Regions from separate parts of the Pan troglodytes genome. Here region 2 is linked to region 1. A link is a contact called in public HiChIP or PLAC-seq data. All regions are on one chromosome and are shown on one strand. The core of a region is the stretch at or near the end of the contact, and the rest is flanking DNA. Distances in the headings are between cores, read along the strand shown.

The links. HiChIP or PLAC-seq counts read pairs in DNA pulled down with a chosen protein or histone mark.
Region 2: a contact with region 1 is called in an H3K4me3 HiChIP or PLAC-seq map of stem cell-derived excitatory neurons, with 3 times the contacts expected there. The contact joins the promoter of LRRC1 here to the promoter of GCLC in region 1. A contact is called at or near these places in 1 of 7 Hi-C or Micro-C datasets (induced pluripotent stem cells) and 1 of 1 datasets of contacts at active chromatin or transcription factors (stem cell-derived excitatory neurons).

Annotation. Positions count from the first base shown.
Region 1 is chr5:59,401,442-59,407,813 of NHGRI_mPanTro3-v2.0_pri, reverse strand. GCLC (glutamate-cysteine ligase catalytic subunit) reads left to right here and starts at 1,316. Exons shown (of 16, transcript XM_001155930.7): 1 at 1,316-1,921. The coding sequence starts at 1,772.
Region 2 is chr5:59,655,644-59,661,608 of NHGRI_mPanTro3-v2.0_pri, reverse strand. It overlaps LRRC1 (leucine rich repeat containing 1), which reads right to left and starts at 2,963. Exons shown (of 14, transcript XM_001156152.6): 1 at 2,393-2,963. The coding sequence starts at 2,551.

The DNA.
Region 1 (6,372 bases), core at 67-2,566:
CAGGAAAAACAACAGAGTGCCAGAACCATATACAGATCTGGTGAGGTTGGTGGGAGGGCAAAGGAAGTTGTTGAAAAGGCTGTGGAAAAATTAGAATAATGTGGTTTGATTTCTATCCCACCTGTGTGATGAGGATGGAAACATCATCTCCTGAGCTTCAAACATCCCTACCACACACAGACACACACACACACACACACCATTGTGGAAATCCCAGACAGACCTTGGGTATTCATGCCCGCAAGCCCTGTGAGGGGCACATCCAATATGAAGGCTGTGGGAGAAGAGAATCCTGCTATCATGTACTCACTCGTTCAGCAATTAATAAGTGCTTACTAAATGTTAACTCTGTAGTGCGAGGGAAGAGGGTATGATAAATACACACTTTCTGGGTAGGTACATGTATGATCTAGTTGCCTTCACTTTTCCCCTGACAGGTCATTGCTCTGTCAACACGTATTTATTAAACAATCACTTGGGGGCACGGTACCTCCTTCCTCTCCTTTCCCTCCAAGATAAGGCCAACTCTAGGTGTTCCCACTATCTTCAACCCCACCCCACGGTAGGCTCACAAGAACGTCATTTTGATCACTTAAGGGATGAATTTTAGGTTTAGATGGAGGATAAACTTTTGGAGATGGTTCCTCATATGGTCTATCTGGAGACTTTTTGCAATAAATGGTGTCCGTGCCATCCAGAGAACATAGGTCACCAGTTAATCAAGACAGTAGGGAATAATGATGATTTACACATGTTGACAAATTGATTCCTCTTAATAACCAGGTCAATTTATTGGCCAACACTATACACATGTACACTATGCACATAATTACGACATCTATAAAAGATAGAATTAATCTAATTTTATGCAGATATGGGAAGAACTTGTCCCAAGTCTCACAGTCAGTAAGTGATGGAGCCTAGAGTTGAACTGTTTCACTTCACTACCATGTTAATACTTTCCTCAACACATTCTGCCGCTCTCACTCTAAGTGTGAGGCCCTGTCCAACTAAAACATAATATGGTGAGTTCGTCATTGATTCAAATAATCAACTTTCTTCCCGAATCCCAAGTTTATCTCTTTTGATTAGCAAAAAAATGCATTTTGATATGTCGCGTTTGCGTAAAGCGAGGCCGACCGCACGCCCCCTTCTCGCGAGCTGCTCCCCTCAACTGCGTCCCAATCACCCTTGCACACGCCTCCTCAGCCTCCGCGGTTCCCACCGGGCTTCAGGCCACGCCTCCGCCACTGCACCGCCTCCTCTCCCCGCCTTCGCCCGTAGTCTATAAAACCTGGAGCGCAGGATCGCGCCCAGGAGCGGCGAGCTAGCGGACGCAAAGACTGGGCATGCTCCGCGGCGGCGCAGGTTTTGGTCACAAGTAGGAAGAAGCCAGTGCACCAGACCGGCAAAGAGAAGCGGGAGCCGCCGCGGCAGCGCGGCCGTGGGGTCCGCCGCCGCCGCATCGGAGCGGGAGGAGGAGCAGCGGGGAGGGCGAGGCCGCCGGGCCGAGAGCCGTCCCGCCTGCTCTCGGTCTTCTGCCTTCGCCTCCGCGCGGTGCGTCGGACCCAGGGTCTGTCACCTGGGCGCCAGGGGCCGCCGCCGGGGACCCGGAGCGGGCAGGACCCTCCCTCCGCCGACTGCGGCCCGAGAGCGCCCCCGCGGGGTGGAGCGGCAGCCGCCTTCTGCGGGCGGCTGAGTGTCCGTCTCGCGCCCGGAGCGGGCGACCGCCGTCAGCCCCGAGGAGGAGGAGGAGGAGGAGGGGGCGGCCATGGGGCTGCTGTCCCAGGGCTCGCCGCTGAGCTGGGAGGAAACCAAGCGCCATGCCGACCACGTGCGGCGGCACGGGATCCTCCAGTTCCTGCACATCTACCACGCCGTCAAGGACCGGCACAAGGACGTTCTCAAGTGGGGCGATGAGGTGAGCGCCCGCGGTCCCCGTCCCCGCCGGGCACCCGTGTCTGGCCGCCCGCGCTGCCTTTGTCTTGCCCTACGCCCCCGGCCCTATCGCGGTCCGCGTTCTCCACTGCGCCCGGGGGTCCTCGAGCGCCTCCCGGCCCCGGGAGCATCGTCCCTGATTTCGCCTAGTCGGCGTCCAGGGCCATCCTCCTGACTAGACTCCTTTCTTGTTCATTCATTCTTTTGGGTTTTCCCCTTCATTCCATAAACACGGATTGGGCGCTGGGAGGGCGTGAGCATGAAAAAGTGACATTAGGTGCTGCGAGTCTTCAACCTAGTGTATCTGCAGACCGGCAACTACCATGATCCACCTTACAGGCTCAAAATTCGCTTTTGCAGTCAATATGAAAGAGATTTAAGTTTTCCTAGTAGGCCTGCTGCTTTTAGAAATCAGGTCTTCAGGATGTCCACTTCTGCCCTACCTCATGCAGGTGTCTTTTCCTTAAACCTCTCCAACTTCTCATCTCCCCTCCCCTCCAAAACACACACACTTCATAGCTATAAATTGAAACCAGTAAGTTACGGCTCAGTTTCCTACATGGGGGAGGAACCTTCCCTTTCCTGTTTAATTCTAAGTGGGAATGCATTTAGAGTTTCAACATTAGGATTTGTTTGTGTCTTTCCATGGCCTAGGTCCAGCAACTAAACTTTACAAACCAGTGTTCTGCCTAGAGATGAAATGTCTCTAGATTCTCAGTATGTTGAACCATTGTTTATTGGAATGATCTGGAATGCAGCAATGTTAAAACTGTTGATTTAGTGTCATCTGCCAAAACTTTTTGTGCCTTCCCTTTCTGTTTTTGAAAATTACGTGTGTATGCAGTACACATTAAATGACTTCTTGAGAAGTCCATCTGTTTTTCTTGTTTTTAGCTTTTGCCTTAGATGGCTTGCCACCTGTGTAAATTGTTTATCTTTTGGCCAGTGTTGTTATCACTCTTGGCCTAAGTGCTGAGGTGCTGTTACACCAGTGCAGAATATCTCCTTTCAAAAAGTTAGTTTTTTTTTTTCTTCTAAGATTGGGATTCTACCTCCTACAGCTGAAGAAATTGTGCTGTTTTAAATTAGGAAAGTATGATGACTAGTAATTCACATTTCTACAAAAAGTGGTTTGTCACACTTCTTTGAACAGAAAAAGCACAGCATGTGTTTTGGTGATGATTCTTCAGTTTTACTGTAAAGTTCATAGTTTCTTTACAGCATCTGCCATTTTGTATATTCATTTTTGTATTGTGTGTCACAGGAAAATGTAAGACGAAATAGGGCAGGGACATTATGCTTGTTCACCTCTGTTTTCCTAGAGCCCAGCCTTGTGCCTGGTGTAGTTGGCATCAGGTCCTTGTGGCATGAATGAGTGAATGAACTACTATTTCAAGTTCCCACTGTATGGTAACTAGTCATTGTAGAGCAGTTCGAAGTTTGACATTTTTTTGTGCTGCTCTTTTTTTTTTTTGAGACAGAATCTTGCTCTGTCGCCCAGGCTGGAGTGCAATGGTGTGATCTCGGCTCACTGCAACCTCTGCCTCCCGGGTTCAAGCAATTCTCCTGCCTCAGCCTCCTGAGTAGCTGGGATTACAGGTGCCTGCCACCACGCCCAGCTAATTTTTGTATTTTTAGTAGAGACAGGGTTTCACCATGTTGGTCAGGGTGATCTCAAACTCCTGACTTCAGGTGATCCACCCGCCTCGGCTTCCCAAAGTGCTGGGATTACAGGCATGAGCCAATGTGCCGGGCCCTGTGCTGCTTTTGACATTTAACTAGGTCTCTCTACAAAGACAGGCAGTTCATGTCTTTGGTAGTCATTGTCCCAGGTAGAACTACGTCAACAGGAAATTTGCAGCACAGTTGGAGCTCAGCAACTCCTTCTGGAGACAACACCCCACCCCCCACCACCCCTTATCCATCTTTGTCCCATTTGGTGTATTCCTGCAAGACACTCCAGGAATCCTTAATCTTACCCTTTTAGAAAAGGCCTCTCCTGTTGGCAGGAAGAGCATTTAGAACTACCCATTTTAAGTAACTTTTGTAGTTGTTGGGTAAATTGAAGTGGGAAGAGCTGAAGAGTAGAGCCTTGAAGTACGTGTCTCTGCTTTAACAGGCTTTCATGGAGAGATTTGCGATAGGTTTACCTCCTTCCCACTCCAAAAGATCAAGGGGCTTGGAAAAGAGTGGCCATAATGCAAACTTGTATTATGCATCTATAAAGGAGAGAAAATTGGACCCAGCATTTCAGCCAGGTCATAACACTTCTTGAAAAAATTACGCTGAGCAGATCTGTGGAGAATTAGACTTTGGTATTGTATTAAGACTCTAATAATGGCTGGGCGTGGTGGCCCGTAGTCCCAACACTTTGGAAGGTCCAGGCAGGAGGATTGCTTGAGCCCAGGAGTTGAAGGCCAGCCTGGGCAATGTAGCGAGACCCCATCTCTACAAAAAATAAAAAATTAGTGGCATGTGCCTGTCGCCCCAACTACTCGGGAGGCTGAGATAGAAGGATCGCTTAAGCCTGGGAGTTTGAGGCTGCAGTGAGCCGTGATTATTCAACTGCACTCTAGTCTGGGTGACAGTGAGACCCTAGCCCCCCACCCCAAAAAAAGATTTGATAACACTGCTCTTACCTTAAAATGTGTAAATGATGTTCACTGAAAACTTTCATTAGTGACTGTTAAGACTATACCTTCACATTTCTTGTTCCAAATACTCTGTCATAAATTAAATACAAAGCTATAAATTGATTTTTTAAACCTCATTTGAAATGCTGCTTTTACCAGCATTTTACTGTTTTATGATCTGTCCTTTCTATTTCCCTAGACTATTTTGTTTTCCACATCTTCCTTTGTTCCCCCACCCCCCCCCCCCCCACCCCACTAACATATTAATGTCTTTTGGAGTGGGGAGTAAACAAACTGAGGTGGAAAAGTCATCTTAGAAGAGAAACACAACCCGCTGCTCATTTTTTATTATTTTAAATTTGCTTCAGTTATGTCTCTGGGTGGAGTATAGAATTTTTGAGAAGAATAACATTCCTGCCCTGAAGTGTCGACAGTTGCCCGACACAAAGGAAAGAATTAAGATTGTGAAGACTGCCTAGGTGATTAAAGAAAAAGAAGCCCCACTCTACTTTTTCCTCCTGCAATGGCACTTCAGTGAAACCTTGGTCTCCCCCAGGCTTGTTCTCCCTCCCACCCTTGATCTGGGATGCAGATACTAATTCTCCATTGTGGTACCTCTCTACATTTCTTTTTTTCTTTTTTTTGAGACGGAGTCTCGCTCTTGTCACCCAGGCTGGAGTGCATGACGTGATCTCGGCTCACCACAACCTCCGCCTCCCAGAGTTCAAGTGATTCTCCTGCCTCAGCCTCCTGAGTAGCTGGGATTATAAGGCACCCAACACCATGCCCAGCTAATTTTTGTATTTTTAGTAGAATCGGGGTTTCGCCATGTTGGCCAGGCTGGTCTCGAACTCCTGACCTCAGGTGATCCACCTGCCTTGGCCTCCCAAAGTGCTGGGATTACAGGCATGAGCCACTGTGCCTGGCCACCTCTCTACATCTCTTATGTGCAGAGAGAAGGTGTGACTTTTTTTTGTGGGGTGAGGATGGGAGGGTCTCATCATGCCTAAGTATTTGCTGATGCCTGTAACCATTCCTCTAGCGGCATCATCATGTGAACGTAATCTAATCACCCTTTTGTAAGAGCATTATTTTTCAGACTGCAGGTTGTGATTCAGTAGTGGGTTGACATACATTTAGAAGATTCCAACCAGGACTTTTGTGTGTGTGTGTGTGTGTGTGTGTGTGTGTGTGTGTGTGTGGCAAGACACTTAACATGAGCTCTACCTCCTTAACAGATTTTTAAGTGCACAAATATAGTATTGTTAACTACAGGGACAATGTTGTACAGATCTCTAGAACTAGTTTATCTTGCATAATTGAACCCATGCTCACCGATTAGCAGTTCCTCAATTTTCCCCTCCCCCTAGCTCCTGGCAACAATTCTGCTTTCTGATTCTATGAGTTTGACTACTTTAGTACTTGATATAAGTAGAATCAAGCAGTATTTGTCCTTCTGTGACCGGTGTATTTCACTTAACATAATGTCCTCAAGGTTCATCTAAATTGTCCCATACTGCAGGATTTTCTTTCTTTTTTTTTTTTTTTTTGAGGCTGAATAATATTCCATTGCTTGTATGTACCACATTGTCTTCATTCTTCTGTCAGTGAACATTTAGTTGTCTCTACATCTTGGCTATTCTGAATAACTTCGATGAACATTGGAGTGCTAATATCTCTTTGCCAACAGGACTTTTTAAAATATTAAATGGAATAGGGTGAAGAATATTAATTTATCATACCATAGTAAGAATATTATGTAAGACTTCTGAGTTATCTTCCGAGGGGGTGTGTGAAGGGT
Region 2 (5,965 bases), core at 1,714-4,213, 250 kb before region 1:
GAATTTGTAAAAGGAAGATATTGGCGCAAACCAGAAGTTGCAGGCCTTTCAGTGGAAAGAAGGTGGCTGTTATTACACTGAAGCCTGGAGAGAGTGCATCTTTGCTGCCCTGGTAAGGGGTACCGGCTTCCCCTTAAGCTGTGCTTCCAAACAAATTATAGAGAGGAGAACATACAGCTGGTATGGCCACCAAAATAAGGACCTTTGAGGCTTGTGAACAAAAGAGATGTGTTTGTGTGTGGCAGGTAAGGAGACAGGGGTTTGGAGCAGGAGCAGCAGAGACCAGTGGTAATAAGTTATACAGATCTCAGAGGTGAGACAACAGATAGCCCAAGGAAAGAATGGAAGGGATGGAACAGATATCTATGTTTGCAAGGTGGTTCTCATGTCTGGCATGTACACACCCAGGCACCAAGACACACAATAAGTCAGGGAGAAGTAGATTTTACACAACCTAAAAACTTTAATACTAATTTAACAGCTGTTAGAGCAATAATAATCCATTAGCAAGATCACCTGTAACCTTTGAAAAGCTTGTTTATTTACCGTATTTACAGAGTACCATCAGACTATATTTTGAGATTCTGACAAGTTTCCATTTAGGATCACAGAAAGACCTGACATTTCGGCTTGGCATGGGAAATTATGTAATTTCCCATGCCAAGCTGAACTCCCCAACATTACAGGAAAACCCACAAACCCTGCAGAAGGGAGTGAAAAGCCAATCCAGTCAAAGGAAATCTTCCAGTTCTACAAAAGAAAACAAACAAACAAATACCACAAAGGGCAATGAGTCATTTCTAGTGAATAACTTTTCACTCCATCTTCAATAATGTCATCCTGAAGCCCCTGAAAACTATTAAATTACATATTCTATATTCCTGGTGATATCACTGCCTAAAATTACACAACTTAAAGCAGTGAGGGAGCTGACGACTGGTAAGAAATCTTCAAGGACGTGAAAGGCCAGAAAAAAATCATGTGTTTGAAAATGCCTGCAAAATAATAAACGCCTGAGGGAACTTGATGGCTTTGCTGCTTCTAAGCTAAATAAAGCCTGGGGGGCTTTGCAAAGGTCCTAGTGAGGATAATCTCTATGATTACACAGAGCAAACATCCAATCAATTCCACATGAACCCAGGAAAGTTAATCCAAGAAGAACACCACCACTTAAAATATTGAGAAAAACACACAGTTCTGATTGTTTAAATGCTCCATCAGCGCTGGAGAACGTATCAGGTCATTCTAACAAGTCAGAACACTTGACTAGTGTTTCTGTGACAAAGATTTGGCTTGTGTTAACTAAAGGGCAACAAGAAGTTTGCGTTCCAAAGCTCAGGCCTTAAATAGGTCCAATCCCCGACTCCCAGCAGTCTCCCTACTTCCTGCACACCTTTGGATTATTGCACAGTGACTTCCTGCACACACCTGGGTTTGAGACACCTTCCCCCTAAGGGGTTACTCTAGCTAAGTTCCCGAGGCAAGCTTGAAAGAAGTTCGCTGTACCCCTACTCTCGGTCAAAGCACCATCAGCACATGTCGCTTGACAAGTTCGGCGGCAATGGAGTGATCAATTTACATAAACAACTCTGAAGAGATAACGCATCACTGCAAGGAGAGAAAGTCAGCAGGACGACTGTGCCCGCTCCGGGAAAGGCGGCTGCAAGGCTGGCCCGCGGGCAGAGCCTCTGCTGACGTTCACCGCAGCTCCCACCACGCAACAGGTCCACGTAGGCAGGGCCCGGGCGGCCGGCATCTGGGCACCTGCCCCTAGCGCTCCAGGCCCAGCTCTCCCCTGCGCCCATCCCGCGTCCACCCCCGCAGCCACCGCAGGCCAGCCGGCCAAGCCCACCCGCGATAAAGCACGGAGCACATTCCTCATTCCTCCCAAGACGCCGAGATAGTGCGGCCCGCTTGAGCGCTGCCCAGGTCACAAGGTCCTCCGGGACATGCCTTGACTAAAGGAGAGGCGCGCCCGGCCCTTGGTGGGGGAACGACCCCGGGAAGTGGAGGGGGGCAGGATGCGGTGCTCTGTAGCTTCCAGATGGAAACAGCCCGAATCACCCGGCTTCTCATCTGACCCGGCACAAGTGCCAGGTGTCAGTACCTAGCATGGATCTAAGTTACTTAACAGTCCAGAACGTTTCTCCAATAGCACGAGCCCCAGTGACTACGCGCAAAATATCCGGTCACTTTGAATAAAATGAAAAGGAACTTTTACTGGGAAAGGATGGAAGTAAAGAGACAGGGGGAGAAAGAAGCAGGTGAATGCATAAAAGAGGGAAGGTTCCTTCACGCCGGACCCGGAGGTGGAAGAGGGGACGAGAGAGGATGGGAGCGGAAGGGACAGCAGACGAGCGGGCAGAGCGCTCAGGTGAGGCCGGACCCTTACCTCGGGCAGCTCGCGGAGCTGGTTGGCGTCCAGCAGCAGCTCCTCCAGGCTCCGGGCATAGCGGTAGATCTCCTCGGGGACGTAGACCAGCGAGCAGTGGCGCTTGTCGATGCTCTCCACATGACGGTTGCACCGCCACAGGGGGATGCAGTGGAACATCGCCGCCCCCGCCGCCGCCTAGCCGGGTCCCGAGCGGCGGAGACCCGGGCTCCGAGCCCGTTCTTCCCGGCGGCTCCGCTCAGCCCGCTGCCCTCTCCGCGCTCGTTGTTGGCTCTTGGGTTAGCTCGCTTCTCGCGCCGGGCTTCGCGGTCGGAAGTGCTTCAAGGAACCTGGAGCGGGAGCCCCTGCCCCGTCCCTGTACCCCCGCCCGCCAGCCGGTGCCTCCACTCCCACCCGCCAGTCGCCGTCGCCGCCCCCGCCGCCGCGCGGAGCTTCCTACTCGCAGCCGCCGCGCGGACTGAGCATGCGCGCCAGTGGGTGAGCGCCGAGGGCGTTTCCCGGCCCGAGGGATGCTCCGCTCCGGGTTTTCCCGGCGACCTGCATCCAGAGAGGGTCGACTGACCTGTGGGCCGGCTGCTGGCGATCTGCTTACTCCGGCAAGGACGGGGGCGCATCGGGCCGTTTGAGGAAGGCAGACTGTGAAAGAACTTGGGGCAAAGATGAGGCGGAGTAGAGGCGGCCTGAGCAGAGCAGAACAACTTTGATATTTAGTTTTATTTAACTCGCACTCCTCTCCTTGCTCCCCTTCCCCAAAACAACTTTCTCTTCCGGGGTCAGACAGGACCGCCCCGAAGCGTACCTTGCGCGCCGGGGGCGCCAGGCGCTACGGGATTCGGTGTAGTTTTGAGGTGTTTGCACTACCCTCGCTGCTGCTTTGGTGGCTGCCCGTGTGCCCGCTGCTCACGGCTGCCCCAGAAGTGTGAGCTGGCCGCGCCCGGCCCCTGTCCTGCCCTCTGGTCCTCGGGCACCGCCTGCAGGCTTTGTAACTTGGGAGCACATCTCTGGTGATCATGGTTTATGCAGTGAGTGACAGTAAATCCTCCTCCCTGTACCAGCAAAGGCATAGGAGTCTGAGAGTCTGCGAGATTCTCATAGATGTGGTTGCACCTGGCAAGGAGCCCAACTGCAGAAATAAGCAGGCAAAAGCGAGTTTCTGAGCCAGTTCCAGCCCGGCCCAGATGTTGGCCCCTGACAACTAGCTGTGGCTGGTGCGGAAGGAGGAGCGAGGGAAGAGGGGCAGATCGAGGCTGCCAGGTGAGCATCCTCCATACAGCTCCTGCTTTTCTGCTACAACCCCAGTCCCGTCCAGCCCGGATGACCGGGGAGGCTCACTATTGGGTTATAACAACCATTCCCTCGCCCCGACTCATTCCTGCGGACCACGGCCGGAATCCTGAACTGCCCCTCTTTGCCTGTAACTGTTTGCAACATAATCCCCATCTCCGAATAACCAAATTTTCTCCTTTAATGAAGGGTTGCTAAAGTCAAGGTCAATCACAATGATGAATCATTTCCTTGGGGGCTCCTCTGATTCCCCACCCGGCCGCCCCTTCGTTCCACACTTTCCCTTTCAAGCATACTCAAACTCCAGGTTCCACCTGCGGCCGCTGCCACGCTGGCTCTCCCACACTCACTCCCGCCCTCCAGCTGCTATAGCTAAAATCTGGAGCCACGGAGTTCACTTTTCTATAGAAGACAAAGCTGAGCATGCTCAGTGGCCAAGGCAAAGTTTGGTCGGAAACTAGTTTTTGCATTAGACTCTCCATGGGCTCCATAGACTCTCCTGTACCTTACGACTGGGCACAGGAGGGTTTCCCCGGTGAAATGGAGAAGAGGACACACTTGGTCTTTTCAACTTTACTAGGAGGGCTCCTTTCTTCCCAGTCCGTAAGGAGGGGTCTGACTTTCATTTCTACCCCAGCATTATCACCTTAACTCTCATTCCAGTCAATCCCTAAACTCCGTTGCCCTACCCACTTCACCCTTCTTTTGTTTGTCCTGATTTGATTCTTGCATTCTCACAGAGAGCTACCTGGACTTTGAACCTCCACCCCCCTTTCTACATTCTTGCATTCCAGAAACATATGAAGCTCATTTCTGCCACCCTTCCTAGAAAACTGGTTGCTGACAGAGACATGTGGAAAGGTAAGTGCCTGTCTTCAAGTTTTCCAACTTTTTAAAAAAAAATTAAAGAAGGCTAGTTCCCTCCATTTAAAATAATGTGATTTCCAGAGGTTATCACACTAGATTATTTTAACGAACACCAAATGTATTTTAAAGACGTGTCCAGTCCTTTAAAAATTCAAACCTCAATAAGCATTCCTTGTGTGCCTCTCCATGATGCTTCAGCTTCTCTGTGTTATTATTTTTGTATCACCTTAATCCGAAAGAGATTGTGACCTCTTGAACAACAGATACTGTCTGACTTGCTTTGTAGATCTGGGAAGCTGCCACAATGCCATATGCACAGTCAATGATCAACATTTTTTGTTGATTTAATTCTATGGGTAGTCACTGGGAGAATTCTTGACTTTCCTTGTTTCCAATAATCTGCCAAGAATTTGAAACAGCGTAGTAAGAGAGAAAAAATGAAACAACACCTTGTCAACTACAGAATAGGGAAGCAATTAACTTTTTACTCACCTGAAGAATTTTAGGGTTTCCCGCCTGATAAAACATCTAGTTTCTTCCGCCACATACAAATGAGTTTGACTGAATTTAAACAAAGTTTAAAAAGACCACCTAAATCACTTTATTCTTAGAATAATGTAATTCTTTTATTCATTTGTACTGTGAACCATGTTTTCACAGCCTTTGAGCTAAAGAGATCTGTGTTTGAACTCTTGTTATGCCACTAGCTTTGTAGAAATTGACAGTTTACTTAACTTGTATAAGCCTCAGTTTTATCATATCTCAAATGAGGATGATTCATGGGATTGTTATCTGGATTAAATGAAATGATATATGTAAAATGCTTAGTACAGTATCAGACACACATTACTTTAATCAATAAATATTCATTATGCACTTTATTAGCCAGCCTCCAGGAAGTTAGGGGCAACATCCACCATCTCCTGGTTGGTCTATGTAACCAACTTTTTCTTTCTCGAATCACTCACTTTGGGGAAGCCAGCTGCCATGTTGAGCAAATCTAGAGCTCCACATGCCAAAGAATTGCAGACTGCTGACAACAACTAGCAAGGGACTGACGATTCTTGGCAGTAGTCATGTGAGTGAGCCATCTTGGAAGCCAGTTCTCCAGCCCTTGTCAAGCCTTCAAGTGACTGCAGCACCAGCTGATAGCTTGACTAAAACCTCATGATAGCCTCTGACTCAGGACCACTCAGCTAAGCTGCTCCCCACTCTTGCCCCTCAGAAATTATGTGAGACAGTAAATGTTTGTTGCTTTAAGCTGCTAAGATTTGGAGTAATTTATTACACAGCAACAAATAACTAATAAAGGTACATACTATGCACCAGGCATTGTGCTAGATACTAGAAATGTAAGAAAAACAAGATAGGTCTTAGCCTCATGAAGCTTACTCTCTAAAGTTAGGAGAATGATAAATACTT